6 separate regions of the Mus musculus genome follow, and regions 1, 2, 4, 5 and 6 are each linked to region 3. A link is a contact called in public HiChIP or PLAC-seq data. All regions are on one chromosome and are shown on one strand. Each heading gives the region's core, a stretch centred on a gene start, on an enhancer-like site or on the middle of the called end of the contact. The rest is flanking DNA. Distances are from core to core; before and after follow the strand shown.

The links. HiChIP or PLAC-seq counts read pairs in DNA pulled down with a chosen protein or histone mark.
Region 1: a contact with region 3 is called in an H3K4me3 HiChIP or PLAC-seq map of embryonic midbrain, with 5 times the contacts expected there. The contact joins the enhancer-like site here to the promoter of A330033J07Rik in region 3. A contact is called at or near these places in 2 of 39 promoter capture datasets (cranial neural crest and liver) and 9 of 115 datasets of contacts at active chromatin or transcription factors (the NIH/3T3 cell line, craniofacial prominence, embryonic basal ganglia and 6 more).
Region 2: an H3K4me3 HiChIP or PLAC-seq map of embryonic basal ganglia shows a contact between it and region 3, with 4 times the contacts expected there. The contact joins the enhancer-like site here to the promoter of A330033J07Rik in region 3. A contact is called at or near these places in 7 of 39 promoter capture datasets (the 3T3-L1 cell line, cranial neural crest, frontonasal cranial neural crest and 4 more) and 5 of 115 datasets of contacts at active chromatin or transcription factors (embryonic basal ganglia, embryonic forebrain, embryonic limb bud and 2 more).
Region 4: a contact with region 3 is called in an H3K4me3 HiChIP or PLAC-seq map of embryonic forebrain, with 7 times the contacts expected there. The contact joins the enhancer-like site here to the promoter of A330033J07Rik in region 3. A contact is called at or near these places in 3 of 39 promoter capture datasets (the 3T3-L1 cell line, liver and second pharyngeal arch cranial neural crest), 9 of 115 datasets of contacts at active chromatin or transcription factors (the NIH/3T3 cell line, astrocytes, embryonic basal ganglia and 6 more) and 1 of 9 other capture datasets (adipose tissue).
Region 5: an H3K4me3 HiChIP or PLAC-seq map of embryonic stem cells shows a contact between it and region 3, with 6 read pairs. The contact joins the promoter of Card19 here to the promoter of A330033J07Rik in region 3. A contact is called at or near these places in 1 of 39 promoter capture datasets (cranial neural crest) and 1 of 115 datasets of contacts at active chromatin or transcription factors (embryonic stem cells).
Region 6: an H3K4me3 HiChIP or PLAC-seq map of embryonic forebrain shows a contact between it and region 3, with 6 times the contacts expected there. The contact joins the enhancer-like site here to the promoter of A330033J07Rik in region 3. A contact is called at or near these places in 3 of 39 promoter capture datasets (cranial neural crest, embryonic stem cells and liver) and 7 of 115 datasets of contacts at active chromatin or transcription factors (astrocytes, craniofacial prominence, differentiating embryonic stem cells and 4 more).

What each region holds. Positions count from the first base shown.
Region 1 is chr13:47,389,213-47,392,767 of GRCm38.p6, reverse strand. No RefSeq gene overlaps it. Among named protein-coding and RNA genes, the nearest start is that of Gm35733, 48 kb to the left of the region's middle. Within about 2 kb of position 1,942, at least 2 of the 459 cell types and tissues checked have an H3K27ac peak or open chromatin away from gene starts, as enhancers often do.
Region 2 is chr13:47,503,388-47,507,318 of GRCm38.p6, reverse strand. No RefSeq gene overlaps it. Among named protein-coding and RNA genes, the nearest start is that of Gm40936, 44 kb to the right of the region's middle. Within about 2 kb of position 1,723, at least 4 of the 459 cell types and tissues checked have an H3K27ac peak or open chromatin away from gene starts, as enhancers often do. A contact at or near this core is called in embryonic basal ganglia, where this site is marked.
Region 3 is chr13:48,261,174-48,265,019 of GRCm38.p6, reverse strand. It overlaps A330033J07Rik (RIKEN cDNA A330033J07 gene), which reads left to right and starts at 2,397. Exons shown (of 3, transcript NR_102303.1): 1 at 2,397-3,100. It overlaps Id4 (inhibitor of DNA binding 4), which reads right to left. Exons shown (of 3, transcript NM_031166.3): 1 at 3,082-3,846; 2 at 2,673-2,735; 3 at 1-2,068. The coding sequence starts at 3,522. The coding sequence ends at 2,691.
Region 4 is chr13:47,429,088-47,432,919 of GRCm38.p6, reverse strand. No RefSeq gene overlaps it. Among named protein-coding and RNA genes, the nearest start is that of Gm35733, 7.7 kb to the left of the region's middle. Within about 2 kb of position 2,304, at least 5 of the 459 cell types and tissues checked have an H3K27ac peak or open chromatin away from gene starts, as enhancers often do. A contact at or near this core is called in embryonic forebrain, where this site is marked.
Region 5 is chr13:49,214,588-49,218,392 of GRCm38.p6, reverse strand. Card19 (caspase recruitment domain family, member 19) reads left to right here and starts at 2,367. Exons shown (of 6, transcript NM_026738.2): 1 at 2,367-2,456. The coding sequence starts at 2,450.
Region 6 is chr13:47,271,804-47,275,358 of GRCm38.p6, reverse strand. No RefSeq gene overlaps it. Among named protein-coding and RNA genes, the nearest start is that of Gm52039, 36 kb to the right of the region's middle. Within about 2 kb of position 1,673, at least 83 of the 459 cell types and tissues checked have an H3K27ac peak or open chromatin away from gene starts, as enhancers often do. A contact at or near this core is called in differentiating embryonic stem cells, where this site is marked.

The DNA.
Region 1 (3,555 bases), core at 693-3,192, 870 kb after region 3:
CTCTCTCTCTCTCTCTCTCTCTCTCTCTCTCTGTGTGTGTGTGTGTGTGTGTGTGTGTGTGTGTGTGTGTGGTGTGTGTGTGTGTCCCTGTGTGTCCCTGTGTGTCCCTGTGTGTCTGGCTATATGTGTGTTGCTGAGATCTAAACCCAGGTTCTTACACATGCTAAGCAAGCACTCTACAACTGGCATCTTTCCCCAACCCTTATCAGAACTATTCTGATTAATTCTTGCTCAGAGAAGCTTCCACTTGCAGTGGGCAGCCGCAAATGCAGAAACCCATAAATGGTCGATGTGAATAAATGAATACTGAGTGCTCTGCCCTACATCCACCCTCCAAGCCCCAGAGAATGTAACCGAAAAGTTGGAAGAAAGAATCTAAGAGGTGAAGAACAGGAAGGAGGGCCATGAGATGCTCTCTTCTGGATACCGCACGGTCATTGTGATCACGGACACACAGCCGCCATGGTTAACCTGCATAAGACGCACACAAGATTGACCCTTCAATGTTCCATCATAGATGGGGAAGGTTTCATGAAACATTACCCCTCCCTGAGGAGACAGTTCATGGTTGCCAATGGAGTTGGTGCCATTTACTTTAGTGATGCAGCCACTGGTAAGTTGCCCTTGCTCCAGCACGTAACACACTGTACGCACGCATACTCACATACACACCCATCTTTCTGCAAGCCTCCATAACTATACTCAGCCAGTCCTAAAACAACAAAGGAGACATGAGAGTAGAAGGGGGGTTAGTAGAGAAAGGAGGAGTCAGCAGGAGGAGGTAAGAGGGTGATGGGAGTGACTATCATAATATACTATATGCATACAAGATCTTCAGAAAAGTAAATAATATTAATAATAATAACTATACAAATACCCCAAGCTAAAATATGCATATAATACACTGGATCTGACTCCAGCCAGCCTGTCTCAGGAACACAACACACTACAGAGTCATTTGTTTGTCACAAACCCAGGGAAGCTGTCTGAAAGATGGGACTGACTCATACTGCCACTTCCTGGTGTTGTACTCAGTGTCGCACTGAGGAGAAGATCAAACTTCACAGTTCAGTTTCTATTGAATGTGAATAATTTTCACACTACCATAAAGTAAAAGCTCCTGAGGTCACTGTATATATTGGGACTTATCAGTGTATGTATACACACACACACACACACACAGAGAGAGAGAGAGAGAGAGAGAGAGAGAGAGAGAGAGAAGCACCTTATTTGATATTCAAAATAAACTCTCAGAAAGCCTAAGTCTGTGAAGATAAATTTCCAGATGCCACAAGCTGCATATGATAAAGCCAAAATAAAGATGGATATTTAAGTCAGGTTTAAGTTCTGGCTCGAGGGGGCTCTTGCTTCAGTGCACCTGGGAGACTTGGGTACTGATTGTAAACAGAGAAGAGGGATAGAAACCCACATCTCACACCTGCAGGTGCTGACAGCAAGCCTTATCACACAATGGCTGCTCTGAGAGTCTCAGTGCCACAGTGAAAGGCTCCTCGGTGGTGTCCATCGGCCCTAGGGTGTCCTCATTGTCCCTTATGAGACACCAGCAGCACCAGCGGTCATCCTCACACCATGTGACCAACTCAGACATTTCACTGGCTGCAGAAGCAGAGAGGGGAAGTAAAAGGGGAGTGAACGTGGCAGCCATTCCTTTAGCCAGCTCCTCTGGGGACACAGGGTGATGTTCTGTCCTGCCTCACACACATCTGGAGAAGGACATGCATATTGTCTCTTGGCCACTGAGGAAACTGACGTCTAGAAACATTAAGACATTCCTAAGTTATACATCTGTACAATGATCTGTCACTAGGTCTCCATGACTCCAAGGGCAGAGGTCACTCTCCTGGGCCAGGCTACCCTTGCACAGAAGCAAACAGAGGCAAGTAAAGACTGGCTGTCCCTTCACTCCTAAGCAGTAGCTGCTGACAAATCACTTAACACTTGAGGGTGACCCTAAGCCAGGGTGACCTCACCTCCACTCATAGCGACAGAGACCCTATTGTACATTCACAGAACTATCCATATCTTTCATGGAAAAACAATTCAGCCTACGACAGAGAGAAGCTATTTACCAAATTCTACCATGACTACAATCAAAGAGAGTCAGAGAGTCAGTGTAATATTAGAATACAATAGAGGGGCTGGAAAGGTGGCTCAGTGGTTGGGAGCACTGGCTACTTTTCCAGAGGACTCAGGTTTGATTCCGAGCATCTGAATGGCAACTCACAACCACCTGTAGTTCCAGTCCCACTACAGTTCCCTCTTCCGGCCTCTGCAGGCACCATTCACACCAGCAATACACAGGCATGCACACAGATTTAACACCACAACATAAAAAAGTTCAATTTTAAAATATGCACCAGACATTAGAATGGTACAGAAACCAAGATATTGAAAGGCCGGAGGCCAAGGGGACCATGAACAGCTGCCCACCATGTTCTGCAAAGCACAATGTCCCATTTAGGCAAATGTAGGTTCTGAAAGGAAAAATTTCCCTGCCTGTAGGAGGGTAAGGGAAAACGAAGTAAAGGAAAGAAATTCTACTGAGATAACAAATGGCCAAGTTAGACTGACATTTTAAAAGAAACCAAAGCCACATAAGAATTCAATATACGTATCTCACAGCAGATAAATACACATATACATGTGCCAAGCAGTTCACATAGAAAATCCAAGCTGTATAGCTTAGTGGAAATGTGAATGTGTTTTAACGAGTCACTGAATAAATGCATTCTCATGAATTACTCTCAGTTTTGAGCCTAACATTTGCTATAAAATCCATCTCAAGATAATTGCCTGTGCATAGAAGGAGCAAGGAGAAAAAAAAAAACCTCAGGCACTGACTTTCTAAGGCTGTGGGAACTATACATGAGCAAAACTTTTTTTCCCCCTTGGGACTACTTCTAAAGAAACCGCTGCTTTATATGGTGTTCTGTCTCCCTTCACTTCCTTTAGATGTCTGCACTCATCAGAGAGAGCAGCAAAATTTCTGCTGAGACATCACTTTTGCCCCCACCTGACTGCATCACATCCGAGACAATGCTTAGAACTTCCTCCGCTCTTTGCCGTGCAAAGGGAACCCCTGCTTTCAAGTGCCTTCGATGAGGACAATCGTGACATAGGTCCTCCATCGAAAGACAGAGATGTGAAATAAAAATGTCTCAAACGATTAAAATGAAAAATTAGCACCAGAAAGTACCGCCACTTCTCTTTGGATTCTTGTCGACAAATAATTTAAGAATACATTCATCTGAATAGCTGTTGTATTTTCTAGGCCAAATATATATGTGGAGACAGTCGTTTTATTCCATTCAGGGTGGGAACATGATGTGGCTATTTGTCATGTGAACATAGGATGGATGCTAGGTCCACTTCACTCCTCTTTTGTCTTCTTTTCCCGTCTTCTTTAAAGTTTAATCAGACTTTTCTATCATCTCCATAACAGGGACTTGACAGAAACTTCATCTGTGAGATGGTGGATCCACAACCCATAGTTGCCAAATTCCAGCTTCACTGTCGTAACAGCCCCATCCCACA
Region 2 (3,931 bases), core at 474-2,973, 760 kb after region 3:
AAGAAGACAGTTAAGGAGTCAGACAGAAATAGATTTAAAGGAAATTGAGTGGATGAATTATATCTGGGTTTGATTGACTTAGAGAATCAGGTTCTGTTTGAAGAAGTAGACTCCAAATTGTTCAAATTTCCAACTCTGGCTGTGTGGTCTGTTTTTATCAACCACCTTCTTTTTGCCCTGGAACCTAGCCATTCAGAAGCAGAAGGCATTGCAAAGGATAAAGGCCATCCCTTCTGACTGCAGAATGGCAGTATGAACTTATAAGGGATGACTATACCCAGTCTCTAACACACTTCCTGGAGTGCTGCCTCTGTACAGACAGACTCATGTGGGCTATATTTTAAGACCATCAGAGAACCGATCTGAGTTTTGTTTCATTTTGCTTTAAATCATTGTACTTAGGGTTGAGATTCATTAAATCCGAGACTATTTTCCATAATGATCAATGTTTTCTGAGAAGAATTATCCTAGTGAATTATTCACACACCCTGAGACTACATACACATTCCACAAGTGCCCCCATGAAATAACTAACACAATATGCTAGACAATACTGACATGGCTTTCTGAAAATCCTAAGCTTTCATACCTAGTAATTTATGTCCTACGAGAATATGTCTTATTGAGACTATCATGTGATATACATCATACCCAACGTAGCATCATGTAGTTTATATACCTATGTCATGTTAGACTATCATAAACCAATTACATTTTAAAAATTCCAAAACAAATGGATATATATACATGGATCACATTGCTGGCCCCCTTTCCTAGTTCTTCTAAAGTTTTCCTTGGGAAGAAACAGAGCAGGGTCTCCATCATCGGAAACAACACAAAGTTCCCAACACTTTTTCAGTCTCAGATTCTTTCATCTGGGCCCCTTATTCACTCAAGTATGCTGGATCCTGTATTGCCATGGAAGCAACCACACTGCTGGCCTGAGACCCTTGCAATGACTTTGCACTGTTCATGAAAACCCTCCCAACAGTCCCTCACGGTATTCTACTTTTATCTATCCCAATGGATAGCAGGTTCACAGAGACAGCAGAATACAGCAAGGCCATCCATGTCTCCTTCTTGTCAATGACCAGCTCACAATCTGCCTGGCCCAGCCCAGCGTACACATCAGCGAATGCTTATTAGAGTTTACTCCACACAGCTTTCTAGAATCCATTTTTTTCTCAATATCCTTGCCTCAACTTTTCCATTCCCAGGTGAATTAGTCTTTTTATACAATCTCCCTTTCCATCTTTCTGCTCTCTCCCACTCCAAAAAAAAAAAGAAAAATCGAGGTTTTTTTTTTTTTGCTGTAAAATATAATTACCAAATAGCATACAAATATATGGCCATGTATGATCTAAGGAACAGCTGCAAAATTGCTAATATTAGGTCTAATTTAGCTACAATAAATTAGCAAATGTGTGGAAGCGCGATGATGACAGCCTAATTATAACAAAAGTCAATGCGCTGAAGTATACGGATGACAATACATACTAATTTTAGAGAGAGAGAAAGAACCCTGCACCATGTGAGATGCAGGAGACAAGCAGTCAGGACTAATGGCTCACACACATATACTTAATGTGGCTAGTCCCTGTAATAGAAACAAAAAGATAGATGAAGCTGTTCAAAAAATCCAGCAGTATCAAGCAATGCGGGCTAAACCCATTAACTGTCAGGCTAATAACACTCCACGTGCTGAAGTGCAGTAAGACAGCGGTGCTTTCCCCGGGATGGTGGCGGTTGTACCCGTGCACACCTGTGAAGAGGACGCTACATCCATCGTCGCATTCATTATGACAGAGAGGAAGAACAACGCTAATAATGTAAAGTATAAATGGGAAGGAGCAGGCTGCACAGAGTGACATTTGCATGGTCCCAGTCAGCTTGTTAGCTGAAGTGGGTTTTAATTAGCTATTTTCCAGCAAGTACACGAGCGAATTAGTGGCGGCTATAAACAAGAAGAGATGATCAGGCCCGAAGAGAAGGAGAAATGATCAGGGTGCCTTTGCCGAGGTTGGGATGGGGAGGGCATCAAGAGACAAAGCTAATCTAGACCACTTTTCTCCGCCATATGTTTAAAGAGTATCTTGTCCTGAAAGCACCTAGACAATGGGACAGTCCCTCTTCCCTACAGGTACAGAAACAGAGGCCTACAAAACTTTGCAGGGTTGACCCAGTTTACACCTCTGGAGCTGTCTGTAAGAGACATCCTCTGATTCTATGTTTTCCAGATCATATGTGTTCTGAACTGTTGCGCATGGATAAAACCCTTGAGAATACAGTCATGTGGTGGTCCAGGAATATAACTGGTTATATGCCCTGATCAGCTCCGCCCTATGTAACACTCAAGAAGAAAGAATATTGGAAACAGTCGGGAATGCTGGCTCATGCACATAACACCAGCATTCAAGAGGGGCAGAGGGGGTTGGGGAGCATTTCTGCAAGTTTGAGAACTGTTTGAATTCCAAGCCATTTGAGCTACATATTGGAGTGTGAGACTTTGTCTTGAAAAAGGAAAAAAAAAAAAACAGGAAAGAGTATTAGAAACAAGATAATAGCATTTTACTATAGTATCTCTGAGAAACAACTATTCTGAGTAAATACTCAACACGTGACCCACCAATGAGTACCAAGTATTGCACACAGCATTAAGTCCTAAATGCAACTTAAACTGATTGGAATGATGGGCAGACAAGCAATGAGGTTATATAAAGCAAAAGCACACAAGCGCCAGTGCACTGGGAGAGAGGGTTGACGCCTCTCCCCCCAGGAAAGAATGCTGATTTGGTCCATTCATGGGAGGACCCAGTTGCATGGACTAGGAAAAAGCCGTCAGTCACAGCCTGAGTATGGGTTTGGGGTTCTGGTCTCTTCATTGGTCTTTGGTGAGCACTAACATACAGTCATCTCTGCAAAAAGAAAAGTCCAACACTCTCTGGAGGAAGTGAGCAACTGAGAGAGGGTCCCTGGATGTCATGAGCCCATTCCACTTCCTGTCCCCTCTCTCTGCTTCCTGGCTGTCAGCACAATATGACCAGCTGCCTAAGACTCCTGTCACCACCATGTCTTCCCTACCATGAACAACTGCATCTGTTTCCTAACCATGAGGGAACATAAACCCTTCATTTCTTAAGTTGCTTCCTACTGGATACTGAGTCACAGAAACAAGAAAAGTAACTAGGTTTCCCACCAGCCCAGATAAGACAATGGTCTTAACATGGTTAACCAACCACAAGAGGAGCTATGTGCTTTTCGTTATACAAATTAACCTGATTTACAATCCAAGATATATTCTTAAAACAACAAGAACAACAAAATGATCTGGGAACTAGAGAAACTCATATGCCAGGAAATAACAAAGCTCCCTGACTTCTTTATACTATGAATTTGAAAAATACACGCAGAGATTTAAAGGTATTGAAGTTTGAAAGAAGCCAGTAATGATGGAGAGGAAGGCAGCAGCCGGGACAGATGACTAAGATGGATATTGCCAGAGATGTTGCCTCATTTATAGATAATGAACTCAGGAAGAGTTCATAGGAATTTAAGAGCCCAGGGGCTGTATTTACCCTGAGTTATCAACCTCATAATCATAGTTTGTATTTTAAAATAGCAATCATGTATGTGAGAGATATTGCACAGGACAGAAAATTAATCCTGCTTAATGACTTCCCGTCTAGATATGAGGTAGACAAAATGGATGTGCACATGGAAATTTTAAAAGGTAGGTGTCTACCTCCGCTGCACAATTATGTAAGATGAAGAGGCATTGTCTTTGTTTTTGTTTTTTGTTGTTTTTTTCCCCATGTATCCAGCAAATGTTTACTGAGTTCCTGTCATATGCCAGGCACTGGATTAGACACCAATGACATCAATGGTCATTTAGGCAGGCCTAATGCCTCCCCTACAGGTCAAGCCTTTCCAA
Region 3 (3,846 bases), core at 1,148-3,647:
ACTGGAGACCAGGGAAGGAGATGAGGGGCAAGCCCTGGGGTGGGAGGTGGACAGAATCGCACAGGTTTTATAGAAACCCTCCATGAATTTTTAACCTCGCACTCATTTTGACCCTTTTCGTTGAGTTATCCCCCCTAGCTGACAGCTAGGAACTGTGACATTTCAGATCCCCATAAATATTTGACTTTGACTTCATAAAAAGTCCCTTGGGTCTATAATACTTTTATTCTTGTATAATCTGAAACAAATCCTTTTCCTTTTAAAAATCAAACAGAGCACGTTTACACACAGTTCACTATTTACAAAGCACCCAATTAAATCCCACTTAATTCTCCCACTCTTAAAAATTCCATCTAACTGGTATGTAAAATACCCATTACATTAAATGTGTGATGTTCATAAACCCTGGAGTTCTCAGCTCACCTAGAATATATGATTTTTCCCGGAAGGGAAGAAGGGTCCTTAGTCAATCCTATAGCGTTAAGAAATCACATCAGAAGTCACAGTACAAGACAGATAAATCTACTTTTAATTTTCACATGTAAAAGTTACACATCACATGGAATTGGACAGTAGCTTAGTGGTGACTGACATCGCTATAGTGAAAATCATTTTTTTATAGAAAAATAATCTAGATGTGGTCATCAGAATTTTTGGTCTACTTAAGTTAATATTTGAAGATCGACTTTTATCCCTGCTTGAAGGATTTTCCAGTATGTTTTTTTTTTCTTTTTTTTTTCTCCTACTGATGCCTATTAATATTCTTTGGAGGGAAGAGGGCAGAAAATGTCCGTTTCCAAGAGTTTGTCCTTTGGTAGCAAGCAGAGAACATTTTTCATTTCTATGATTTAAATAATCTGTACAGATATGAAACTTCATGACATTATGCTTTAGTGTAAAATGAAGGGCGAGCATTTTCACTTTGAAAAGACAGCAGTTCTGTAGACTTCTTAAAGGTCCAAGCATTTCTCCATCCTATATGCGAATTCACTCAGAATCTATTTTTGACCTCAGTTCAAAAAGAATAATAATAATAAAAACCCCACACACTTAATTCTTTATATATTACACTATAAAACCCTGTACTTAAAACCCGAGAAGGTAGGTTTTTACCATGTACACGTCAAATACAAAGGTTTCCATCTAGGTTAAAGAAAGCACATTTGAAAGGACTCGTAACTGGTTTATTTTGTGATTGAACACCTCATGCAATCATGCAAGACCAGTACCAGAGAGCTGTTACCTCTGAGCCTCAGAAACTGGATACTGGGCAAAACAAAACAAAAAAACCAAATCAACAGCCTGGCCAAACAGAAAACATCCAGATAGCAAAAGCTCTGCAAGGGAGCTGAAAAATAATTTTCCAAAAGAAATATTCCCATCGATTTTAAAAAAACAGACACATAATATTTACAAAAAATATTTAATTAAAAATATCTTATAATTACAGTAGTCTATTAAAGCGCATATACTTTCTCACACTTATAGAACATCTCTATATATACAGGGTATGAAATGTCACTCACTTATCTATACAATATGTAACATTCTTGCAGAGAAAAAGTTCCCCGCCCTGTTATAATCATCTATTTTAAACAATAGATGTAAAACAACATATCTACAGTGCTCTGGTATATTAGTAAAGCTTCAAAAACAAAAACAGTTCCCTTGTCACAATGTAGCCTCTAAGGTTGGATTCACGATTGCTCTTCTACTTAGCAGTCTGGTCGACAACACTTAAGCTTCGAAGTTTAACTGCACCTTCAAAAGGGTGATAAAAATAACCACAGAAACGTACAATTCACAGCGGTCATAAAAGAAGAAACGAAAGAGAATACGTACGGTGAATGCTCGTGAACGTGCAAAAAAAGTAAAAGTGAATTTAAGTTTTATTTTTCCCCTTCTCTCTCTCTCTCTCTCTCTCTCTTGGAATGACAAGACGAGACGACGTTTCTAGATTTGCTGAAGATTTCCCCCCCTTTCCTCCGGTGGCTTGTTTCTCTTAATTTCTGCTCTGGCCCTCCCTTCCTAGGGCTCCTGGCTCGCTGGTGCTCAGGCGGCCGCACACCTGTGGAAGAGGAATGAATAGAGGGGGTGTGTGAACCTTCTCGCTGCAGACTAACTGGCGCCACCGACCAAACTCAAGACATGCATGATCAACAACCCAAAACAAACCGCCGGGTCAGGCAACACCCGCAGCCCGAAGCTCAGCCAAGTGCCCAGGAGGCAAATGCGGGCTGGGGAAGGCCAATGGACAACGTTCGGGGCGCTCTGCCCACATCCCTCTTTGTGGATGTCAGGCCGCTCAGCTGGGCATGAAGGGGAGGGAGGAGGATTGGGAGATCTTGGGACACTGGGATAGTTTCTACGGTCACGAGGGTGTCCTCTCAGAGGTAGAGGAGACCAGCAGAGCCTGTCGGTCACAGGCAGAGGAACGAGGGCGGCGGGGACCACAGCTGATGAGGCTCCGCAGAGAGTGATCCCCCCCCCCCGAGTTGGAAAGCTAAGTGGACTGTCTCGCTAACTGGGTGGCAGAGAGGTATGGGTGTCCCCGGGGCTTTTACGCTTCGAAATGCTAGGGGACAAAGATCGCAGCAGTGCCTGGCACCGGCAGCCCCTGGGGAGGTGCGAGCATGGTAGCCCACTAACCATTCGGGGACCTGAGCGCTCACCTGGCCATCCATCGCAGCTCAGCGGCAGAGAATGCTGTCACCCTGCTTGTTCACGGCGCCGGCCTGGAACAGCAACCCAACACCAAGGGGAAAAACGGTTAGAGTGCGCATATCACAGTGTCGCCACCACCCAGGAGACGTCCTGGAAAACTAGGCAGGCGAGCAGAGTCCCCACCCGAGCCCGAAGCTGGGGAAGCCTCCTGTGATGCAAGGGACACTCCGGAGACGCAGGGCTCCAAGTCCCAACCGCCCTCGGCTCAGGGACCAGTGGATCACCAAGCCCAGCAGGCGGCTCTCGGTGGAGACGGGAGAAGCGGCTGTCATTCCCTGAGAGGAGCAAGACCACCCGTATCTCGCCGCCCCGCCACCTTTCCCGCGATGCCCAGGGTGCCCCGCCAAGGCTTCTCACCGGGTCAGTGTTGAGCGCGGTGAGTGGGGTCCGCGGCGGCGCGACCGGACAAGCCCCGGCCGGGTGGAGAGGTGGCGCGGGCGGTGGCGGCTGTCTCAGCAAAGCAGGGTGAGTCTCCAGCGCCAGCTGCAGGTCCAGGATGTAGTCGATAACGTGCTGCAGGATCTCCACTTTGCTGACTTTCTTGTTGGGCGGGATGGTAGGCACGAGCCTCCGCAGGCGACTGTAGCAGTCGTTCATATCGCACTGCAGGCACAGCGCCGGCTCATCGGCCGCCGCCTCGGCCGCCTTGCAGCGCGCGGCCGCCGCAGCGGCGGCGGCGGCTGCCGAGCCACCCAGGCTGTGGCCGTGCTCCGCCAGGCAGCGTAGCGCCAGCTCCCCGCCGCCGCAGCCCGACGGCGCCTTGCGGCCCGAGGGGCGCACCGGGCTCACCGCCTTCATCGCGCGCTTCCTGCGCGAGAGGACCGCGACAAGCGGTAGAGCGAGCTCCGGGTCCCCGCCCGCAATTTGCTTTGCTCCCCTCTCCTGCGCGTCCGGCGCTCGCAGCACCCGGCGGCTCCGAGCTCCAGAAATCGACCGGAGAGCTGCTCGGGGTTTTGGAAAGGGTATCTCAGGTTTTTGTTTTTTTGTTTTTTTTCTTTTTTTGTGAGCGACAATCGGCCCGAAGCAAAAGACAAGAAAAATCAAAAGCCCCGGAAAATAAAAAAAGTAGCCCACCCTGGTCCCTGAGCCGTTCCCTTCTGAGCTTCGACTAAGGTGGATCGC
Region 4 (3,832 bases), core at 1,055-3,554, 830 kb after region 3:
TCTCTCTCTCTCTCACACACACACACACACACACTATACTACACTTTTTCATTAAAAATTTTATACACCTTCACTTCTCTCCAACAAATCATAATGTGCCCACCCCAGCTCCCTCACAATTTCATGTCTTCCATTTTCATTGTTATTAGTAACAGACTTTGAGTCCACTGAGTGCTGACCATATGCCCTCAGGTGTGAGGCTATCCACTGGGGCATGGGCAACCTATCTGCATCCACGTTCCCAAAGAGATCGAGACTTGACTCCCTTCAGCAACTATCAACCACCAATAGCTTCTCTTCCAAGGGCCTTCCTCATGGCACCACCCCCATTTGTGTTGGCATTTTTTGACTGGCTCAGAATTGTGCCAATCTTCTGCCAGTAACCACAGCTACTGGAAGCTGCCATGGACCACAGCCATGTTACATCTCTCTTCCTCCTGTACAAGCTCTTGCGTTCTTTCTGCTTACTCTTCCTCGACTTGGGTAGAAGAGGTTTTGCACTCTGTGAAGAACTCCCTGGCCTGCCTCAGGGAACACATAGAGTTTGATTCCGGGTGCTGATTCTGTTAAGTTCATCGAGTGCGTATTTTAAAGCTAAGTGGGGACAAGCTCAGAGGAGGATGCAAGAGAGGGCCACCCTTCTTTCAACATGTTTCCTAGAAGTCAGAGATCAAGCCTCCTGTCCTGAGGATAACATGTGCCTTTTCAGATGTATGGAATCTGGGAGTGATGTATAGGTGTTGGTGCAAGAGAAGCAATTTCACACATTGCATGGTCAACTGAGAAGTCCTCAGAGTGAGGATCTCTCATTCCATAAATATGTCCTCCATCATCAGTCACAGGCTCTACCCTGAAGATGAAGTAGATGAAACTTCTGCTCTGGTGTCTATTGTGTAACAAGGTGCCCACCAGTAGAGGGAGAACTCTAGAGCATGAAACAAGAGAAGCTCTCCCCTAAGACCACTGTATGAACTCGCCTCTATTCCCTCCACACAGGCCTCAAATAGCCCAGGATAGCCTCAAACTTGCTACAAGGCAGGGGATGACCTTGACCTTCTGATTTCCTATGCACCTTCCCCTGACTGCTCAGATTACAGGGTCACACCACCACATCCTCTCCTATGTGGTGCCCAGGCTGAGCTCAGAGCTTCCCCCACACAAGGCAAGCACTCTAACGGCAATCCCTCCACGCTCTTCTTTTCCAGTGTGTCTAGGAATTTGCAGGGCTCCACTTGCTTGTCATTCACTGCTGAGCATCCTTCCTGTCCACAGCCTGCGACGGTCTTGAAGGAAGATACTGTGCACAGAATTCCTTAAGCCCAAACCAGAAAGGCTCTGAAATGTATTCTCCTCTTTCCAATTCGGTTTAAACCTCCGTGACTCCACTTCCTTCAGAGCACAGTTATCTAACTAATCATTGATTAGCATTCTAATGTGTCCTGAAACTCGAAATTAGAAAACATTTGAGTATCTTCTCGAACTTAAGGTCAGACTGTATGTTTCTAATCTCCATAGACACAAATGGAGCAAAGCACACACCTTTGTATATGGCGGGCCCATGTATGTGTGCATAGAGCGTTCAGAGGTGGGTCATGGGTTGCATGGGTGGATGCTAGATGATAATCTCTGATGGAATGTCAGAGACTGCAGTTCGCTGATCCGTATGCAGCCTTTTTTGCTTTGCAAATCAGTAAACTGGGTGACTTATTTCATAAAGGAATCATCAGAAACTCATTAGGAAGGCTGTTGGCTTGACCCTGATTAATAATCTGCACCTAGGCATTGTCAGTAGAACTTAATGTGTTGGAAATGACAAGAAAATCATACGAAAAAAAAAAAAAAGCCTTGAAGTCTGCCTCTGATTTCCCCACTAGCATTCGATTCTTCTGGAAAGATGTGAGCCTTCTATGTGCTCAGCCTATGAACACAAAACCCCGAGAGCCCAGAGAGTAAAATCCTGACAGTTCTTATTAAGGTAAAAATGAGGTTACAGAATTCATTTTCAAAGTTTCTTCTCACTTTTTTTTTTCAAGTTAAATTGGCACTACCAAATTTAATGACAGGGCTATCCTGCTGAGTACAGAGCCCAGAAAGCGGCTCCTCTCCTTGGTCTGCGAATCCTTGTCTGCTCTAATGTCTCTTGTAATGTGACTAATAAGCAGCCATCAGCATATATACTGTCCTCTGGCCGGCATACCCAGCAATCAGCGGAGCAGCTATTCTGACGAACAAACCTGCATCGTCACTCAGGGTTTCTTTGTGACATCCCACAGTGTGAAGATGGCTTCCACTCAGCACGTCACCGAGAACACAAACAAGTGCTCTTGCTGCCCTCGCCAGCCAGCTCTCCTCATTGTTGTCATCCAAGGTCCCACTTTTCCCCCACAGCCACCCTTCATCCTCTCGGGGAAGTAAAGGGCCCAGTGCCCTGGATCTTTGAGCTCAGGCCTTTGACAGCAGCCTCCCACCACCCTTCTGCCAACCTCATCTTAGAAAGAGATGGAAATACAGACAGCAAAGGATAGAAAGCCAAGGAACGTTTCAGACTTCCCAAGGCCGGTTTCCTTCAGAGAAAAATAATAATAAGCTCATTAAAATCCAGTTGAGTCTGACATTTTCCCTTTTACCTTTCAATCTTTTTATAGTCTCAAATCATTAACTATCAGCATGAAGCTAAAAGGTAGATCTAGCCATCTATGAAACGCTGACACATTTGACAATAATACTTTTGAGGAGCCTGTCACGTTCTTTCCCCTAAACAAGTCTCATTAATGCTCCAACCTCTCCGACTGTCTGTATTTTCTCTCTGCTTCTTTTCTCCTGGCTTCTCTCTAATTAGCTTAAGGTTTTTTTTTTTTCTTTTCAGTTTCCCTCATTCCACAGTTTGCGTTTAAAAGAAACAAAAGGAAGTAGATGTCATTTCCATGAACCCCAAGGCCGAGTTAATCAGCAGAATTAATGACTCTATTACCCATTAGACTGGGGGTGGGGGCTAGCCTCTTATCTCCAAGCACCCTGTGTTCACGATCCGCCATGCTTCCTCCTTCTTCTGCTCCTACAACTGTAAACTTGTGCTCTTTCCGAGAAAATTCTGGGGTTCAACATATTTGTGCCACCTTTCGTTTATGGCTCCAGGGTGTGAAGTAGGAGGTAAGGTGGGAGGGGTCGCTGCTTCTGCCTGCAGTGTCCACGCTAAGAACATATCCTGTTGCTAACTGAGGAGAGACAAAAGGAAATCCCTGGGAAGCCTAAGGAAGAACACTGACCCCGCTGTCCCTGGGTGGCTTGCCACAATCAATGCTTCCTTACTTCAGAAACGTCAGAGGTGTAGCATCAGACACACGCACAACACAAATACCTCTTCGGTTTTTCAGACACATGCTGTAGAAATAAAAACCATATGGAAACTTATGCCAGCTGAGAGTGGATTTGCAAAAATTTAACACAATCATGACTAAGGGATGAATATAGCATTTGAAAATGTATTTTAAGTGTGTAAGAGTGTAGAATTCTAATACTATAGTTGCTTCTTCTTGCGCAAAGTCGAAGGAATATCATTCTCATACCCTTAAGGCCAATGCCAACGAGATCGCTGGAGCATTTAGAACATATCCGGATGCTTCCTTTAGAGGCATCTACCTGGAGCCCCGCATCAGGTGAGGAAGGTTTCAACCTCTCATGATTCAGCAACATAATAGCACCAACAAAAATTCCCTGCTTAATTTTTAATGGTGTGGCTATCAATGTAAAGGGAAAAAAAAGATGAATACAGATTTTTTTTTTCTGGTCCCTGAAATAGACTTACAAAGAATATAAATACCATGGCATTGAA
Region 5 (3,805 bases), core at 1,118-3,617, 950 kb before region 3:
GGTGTTGGAGTTCTATCTAACCCAGAGCTTCATATACGTTAGGCGAGCAAGTAAGCACTCCACCAACTAAGTCTCTCAGTTTTGTATCTGCCAGGCCTCCACACACCTATTCCTTGGCTATAAACCCCATACTGCTTTTACTATATTCAAAATAGAGCCAGGTTATCTTCTGAGCCTAGCTTTTATTCTTTCCCTTTACTACAATGGTCATAAGTACTGGTCCAACAGGCTGTGACTTCTGACCAGCTCAATTGTCTATGCCAGTGAAGGCTCCCAGCTGCTTTGCAGGAGGTGGGGTCCAACATCAGCTGGCCTTTCCACATTCAAATGTCAACAGGTCCTGCCAGCAGGCAAGCAGCAACCTGTGCCCCTTAGGGAAGAGGAGGAATACCCAGGGCCTATCCCTAGATCTGGGGTCTACCTTGCATCTCTTGTAGATCCTGGAGTGGACATTGGGTGTGTTTTGTAGCCCCGTGTGTCCCTGTAGCTGTCCTGTCTCAGACTAAGGTCTTCTCTCCCTGCAGGCTTGAGGTAGGGGGAAGGGGACTCCTATATGGTCTAGGATGTAGAATCTCTGTGAACTTGAGTGTTGTCCTTGGATCAAATGTTGCACAGACTCTGGAGTGCCAAGAAGCAGGTAGCCTGCAGTTGGGAGGCTACCTCAGACTGCTAAAGGGGGTGAGGGCCTCAGTTTCTCTCATGGGACCAAGTAAGGTCCTCAGGTTCAGAGGAAGATACAAAGGTGGAATGCTGGCCTTCCTGATGAGGAGTCTGGCAAGGGATGCCTAAAAATGCATGATTCAGGAAGTCCTCAGTCTCACCCCACTGCTAGAACACAGTGATGGGTGTGCAATAATTGGAGCCCTTCAGAATGGTCCCAATGGGGTCTGTGCAGGGTTCCTGCAAGATGTAGCCCTTGGATCTAGCCCAGACTGGCCCAGGCACACATGTAGGTCAGGTACATAGTACCTATACCCTGCTCTGGAACAAAGTCTGTCCATGCTGTCTGTCCCCTCTGCAGGCACAGATTAGTGCTGAGGACAGCTGCCTGCTGACTCTGCATTTGCCTGGCCGGTGGGGAACCTGAGCAAACCTCGCTTTCTGCAGTTTTTAGCAAGGGGCAGGAATGTATTGATCAATACCACTGGGTCCAAGAGTTTGGAGCTCTAAGTGACCTTGTAAGTCAATCTCCAGATTCCTTTCGAGCCTCTCACTCCCAAGATGAGAGGTTGCAGCACTGGGGAGGACAGAGACAGACACGGAGGGCTCAGGGACCCAGGGGGTTCCTGGACTGTCCGGGAAGTGCATCCAGACCTGGGGCCTCCATTCCTGGTCTTGGTCCTGGTCTGGTTCCAATATCTCAAGTTACAGCTCTAAAGTGTGCCAGACTAGCCGCACCAGCGGAGAAGCAAAATCTGGTGCCTGCTGCCATTGCTGGCTGTGAGGGTCCTGCCTCCCCGACCCTCGCAGATCTCCATTTCCTAGCTGGGCCTGGGCTTGGGGCCTTCCTGTGGTTGGTACCAGAGCTTGAAGAGCCAGGCCTATGTACAACAGAAGGGAAACAAGTTGGGAGGCAGAAAGATTTATCACCTGAGGCCACACATTTTACAGTTAGGAAAATTGAGGCTCGGTCAGACTACATGACTTCCTTAACTAGGCGGCAATGCCAGCCATTTGTCCTCTGTGTAAATGGGGGACTTGGTAGAACGAGGACCCACTAAGTTCTCTGTTAAGTCTCAATTCATCACTGTCCGGTCGAGGCCCTGTGGACTTCCGTTCGGTCCCTGGTTGCCAATGAACTCCCACCAGCCTTTTATGCCAGACTTGACCTCCTATGTGACCTTGGGTAATTCTCGTCTCTTTTAAGACTCGGTTTCTTCATCCAGGAGATGGGAGTGGGGTGGCCAGAGCGTAGCAGCAGAAAATTGAACTGAGAAGTTCACAATAACCTCCTAACCTCCGCAAAAAGCAGGCACAAGACCGGGAGGAGGGGCAGGGCATAGGCGAAGGGACGCCGACCCGGGTAGCTATTGGAGAGGCTGTGAATGGGGCGAGCCTTGAGCCGGGACGTGGCTTGAGTTCTCTGGTCCAGACAAGGACTTGGGTACTGAGTTTCTCCGCTAGGTCACTTATGCTAGCTGGAGCGGGACTCCCGGCGTCGCTACAGGAGAAGCTCCTCAGGGGCCGAGCTCTCTGCTGCGCGTAGTATAGAGTTAGGGAAGTTGTTTAGAGCCCGAGCCGCCCCACGGCTGACGCGTCTCCAGTGCGAAGTACAGAAAGGGGCGTGGCTAATCGGAGGGAGGGGCTTGGGGGCTAAGATGTCGTCGCTGGGCGGGACCTATAGGGAAGAGGCGGGGCTTAGGGCCAGGCCTGCGGGCGGCGGTCACCGGAGCCCTCGCGCCGGGCGGCGGACAGCCGAGGACGACGGGGCGGCGCCGTGTCCTCCGCCATGACAGGTGGGCGCGGGTCCAGGAGGGCGACGGGAGCCGTGTGACCTTGGCGTCAGCTGGCGCCGGCGACGCGGGCGTAAGAGGCGCGCGGCGGCGGGGTGTCCCGGGCTCTGCGCGACGGGCCGGGGGCGCCAGGGGTCTCGGGTGCTGAGTGGGGGGCCGTCGCGGGTCGAGGAGGAAGAGCAGCAGGTGAGCGCTCTCCCGGTGCACTGCACCGGCTGCGCCTGCGGAACGGGCGGTGTCCCGGGACGGGATGGATCTGAGAGAGGGAAATGGTGCTCCTCGCCAGTCTGCTGAGACTTTAGAGCGCCGCTTGCACACAACCCCCTTGGAGGCGGGACCGGCGCTGCAAACCTGGGTAGCTTGTAGTACCAGGGAGACGCCCGTGTTTCCCGCTCTAGATGGGTCTAGAGAATTCGGACCCAACAACTGGATCCCTCTTCTCCAGGATGGCTTGGTTGCCCCAGCCCAACCCTTTTGCTCTGGGGACTCACCCACTTTATTCCTGATCCCAGAGGGACACAGTGACATTGCTGTGCTAAGTTCTCTCGGTAAAAGATCCGATGAGAGGATGAGTCAGCGAGGGACCCCTGCTGCCTTAGAGCCTAGGGAACGTGATAGCTACCAGATGCACTTTTTTTCTGGGAGTCTCTTGTACTTCATATGGCAGAGTTCACCTGGGATAGCCCAGAGAGATGAGGTAACCCCAGAAATCCCAGGGGTCTCTAAACTGGAGTCAGCGTTGGGCATGCACAAAAATAAGACCTCATAGGTTGCAACCTGGTGACTTCTAGAACAGGTTAGAGGAGACCCCATCTTCCAGGCCCTTCTTGTTTGGAGCTGCAATTTCTGAGCATTATGTGTAGAGCCCCTAATATACACTCTTGTTCAGAATAGCCATTTGGGGGCAGAAGGAATATTCTCATGTCTGTGTAGGAATGGGAAGATAAAATCTCAGGTTGGGTAAGTGCCCCCAGACCACCCTGCTGGTCAGTGGTAGGAGCAGAATGGGAGCCTTGGCCTCAGCCTCTGGTTTCCCAGATCCTCTAGTAAGTTCATCAGGATGTGTGGGACAGATCTCGCCTGTGCTGGCCTCCAAGGGCCCATTGTAGAGACAGGATACCCATGGAAAATGAGACATCCCACCTCCAGGAGAACAGGTAGTTGTGGGGGTGGAGAACTTTTAGCTGGAAGGACACAGGCAGGCCTTGATTGTGGCAATAATACGCTTTCCTCTCTGCAGTCTACTTGCTGGCGCTTTGACACTTCTAAGCATCCCACCTTTTTCTAGTGGGAGATGGAGACTGAAAAGCAGAAGTCTGAGAGGGTTGGATGGGCAGCCCTGGGGCGACAGA
Region 6 (3,555 bases), core at 424-2,923, 990 kb after region 3:
GCAAAAGCTTTCTGCATTTAATGAGAATAAGGTGACGCTGTATTTCAATATAGAATTGTTTTTGTTTTATTTTGTTTGGTTTGTTTCTTTGTTTACTATAATCTCTAAGCCCAATCAAGACAATGAGTACCACACATAGCTGGATGAAGAAATAAGTTCCGGCATAGGGATGTGCCAATATGGGCATGTAGACCCAAATTCAGGGCCTCGGCGACCATGGGAAAGCCAGGTGTGGCAGCATGCCTATAACCCCCAGACTGGCAGGGAGATCCTGGGAGCTCAGCTGCTGGCAAAACCATCAAGCTCTAGGTTCAGTGAGAGACCTGTCTTCAAAAGCAAGCCAGAGCTGGGTACGGTGGCACACGCCTTTAATCTCAGGATGCGGGAGGCAGAGCCAGGCAGCTCTCTGTGAGGCGGAGGCCAGCCTTGACTACATAGTGAGACTCAATCTCAAATACATGCATACATACATACATACATACGTACATACATACATACATACTCAAGGTAGAGAGCAATAGAGGAAGTTACCAGATATCAACTTCTGTTCTACACACACGCACACTCACAGATGTACACATGCAATACACAGGAATAATTTCTAATGTTTTGCACAACGCTGGTTTCACAATCATCTGTTACATATTTAATAAATAACTGGAGAAAGGCACTTCCAAATAAAAAGAAATTCTAAAGATACGCATGTGGGTTTTCCTGATTTTATCAATACATACTGCATAATGCATATTGAAATTGCACTATATATGTTGGCATTCCTTCTAGGCTCCACCCAACAGTTACCTAGCAACAGCCAGGTAGGCCTGGCTTGCTATAAAAGGGACTGTTAGGCCTCTTCCCTCTCTTACTCTCTCTGACTCCCTGACCCGCATTTAGCTCTTCCTAACCCCTTTCTCCCTCTCTCCCCTTCCCTTCCCCCCTCTCTCCATGTGTTCCTGGTCGGCATCCTCAGTGTGTGTGTGTGTGTGTGTGTGTGTGTGTGTGTGTGTGTGTGTGTTCTTCTCTGTCCCCTCTCTTTTTCTCTCTACTTCTACTCCCTCCTCAATTCCCCCCTCCCCATTCCCCTAAATAAACTCTATTCTATACTATACCAGTCCTATGGCTGGTATGGGGGGGGGGGTCCCCAGTGTGGGCCTGCTGAGGTAATTCCTCCCACCTCACCATACCGGGGCTCTACTAACATACCCTTGGCTAAAAAAAAAAAAAATAAAAAAATAAAAATAAAAAACTTAACACTGTGCCCCACAAATATGTATTATAATTAATCAACAAATTATGTTAATGAAAAAACTTGTAAAGTTTGAGATGGAAATCTTAACTATATTAGCTAAGCATTGCATACTGTATACATGTTTTGCCACATGGCGCTCTGTAAATGTGTACAATTAAAATAATAATTAAAGTCTACATTCTATCCAATTCCCAACCACAATTCTTTCAATGCAGACCAGGGAAGCGTGCTGAGCTGAGACTCTACAGAGGGAAGCAGTGTCCTACAAACCCTGTGCCCCTCACTGCTATCCAACCTTCCTGTGACCCCTTGCAGGCTGCACCAAGCAATTAACCAATTTCGTGTCCTGGAGCCCCCTCTGCAGTGGCCCGGACAATGTCCCTGGCATATGCTTATTCCCACGGTCAGAACAATGGAGACGCTCCCTTTATCCTGCTCCCCAACCCCTGGATTTAAAGAATGCCCTTTGTGAGGCCTGTCTGAGACACAGAGGGGCAGGATGCTCAAACCCTCGCGGCAGGACGCCTGAGGCATTTGCATAGGGTAACACCCCCTTAGACTCTACCAACAGAAGAGAAGCTTTCTTTTCAGGGCTCGCTGTGGCTTTGATGCTTCAGAACGCGTTACCTTTGTGAGAGGAGCCAAAGGAGATTGCATACAGGGGACAGTTTTCCTACATGTGCGTTCCGCCCAGCGGCTCTGGAGGCAAGGAGCAGCCCAGGAACTCCAAGAGAGGAGCTAAATCCCATCTCCCACCCGGGGCTTTTCTTATAGTCAAACCTCGAGTGTAAATGGGTCAAAGATTTTTATATAGACCGGCCTTGACTTGAGCAACCAAGAGAGAGGGTCTGGGGTCTATCACCCTTACCTGGGCTCTCTTTATCCACATAGTTGGAAAGCTTGCACTAGGTACCCTAGACTCCCACGAACATATCCTGGAAAGCAAATATAAGGTTTATGGCCCCAGCAAGTTCTCCCCCAGTGAAGCCCGTGTGAGCCACTCAAACTTTCCCTGCCCAGGTGACTCACTCGATGTGAATGCCTCCTGTGCTTCCCCTTCACCCTCCAGCGGATTGTATAAGACTTGTATGAGGCTTCCTTTCCAGTATCGCTTTCCACAAGCCTATCAGCGTAATTTTCTTCTCAATTTTAAGTCTCCTCTGCACAGAGCTCAAAAATCTTCAGCGATGCTCCTTTCAGCCTAGAGATAAAATCAGATCCCCCGGGTGACTTCACGATCTGTCTACACACCCTGACTCCCTCTTCTCCAGCCAGGCCAACTGGGGAAAAAAAAAAGTAGGTGCTTTATTGTGAGTTTTAGCTGGGACAGAATCACCTGTGTGCTGTAACCCAAAGCAGCCCAAGGAGCTTCCGTAATCTTTCAAGGACTTCAAGACAGTAAAACTGGATCCATTGCTTCAATACAGAAAAGATTTTCAAAGGAAAGCCAGTATTAATCAGAGTTCAGACTTAGGCAATCTACAGAAAGAAGGGCACACAATAGATAGATAAATACATAGAAAGATAGATAGATAGATAGATAGATAGATAGATAGATAGATAGATAGATAGATAGAAAAGTAGGTAGGTAGATAGATAGATAAGTAGATAGATAGATAGATAGATAGATAGATAGATAGACAGATAGACAGATAGATAGACAGATAGATGGCTACGCACACTGAAGAACATGAGTGTAGGCTTCTCAAAGAAAAGCTGTCATTTGTCAAAAGCTACCTTTAACTTGGACTTTGAGCGCAGGTGTCAAGAGAACGAGTTTTGGAAAAAGAAGACTTACCCATGTGTGGGTGTGGGCTTCTCCACTCCACCTGTACACAATTTTGCTGGTGGATGTTCACAGGATCTCACAGGGCTGCTAAAAATGTTATTTTCCTTTTCTTTCCCTTCTTCGATGAGTGAGATTATGGGGTAGCTGCAGAGGCCATTCAGATGGGCTTGCACTGAGAGAAGGTAAAACCAGGAGCTGCGAGGGTGACCCAGGGATTTCAGGGAATGTCTTTTGCAGTAAATAGAGTTATTTTTGTATTTCTTTTTGTTTTCTAAGATTACTAGAAAGACTAGGTTTACAGCCAAGAAAGGAGGGTCAAATTTTAAGGGCTGGAATTCTTTTTTTTAAAACTGAAATCTATTATTATTGTGTATATGCATAGTGTGTGGGAGGTGTCACAGTGTTCACAGGAAGGAACTCAGAGGACAACATTGTGGAGTTGTCTCTTGCCCTTACACTTTTTTTTTTTTTTTTGGTTTTAGGTTTTCAAGACAGGGTTTCGCTGTGTAGCTCTGGC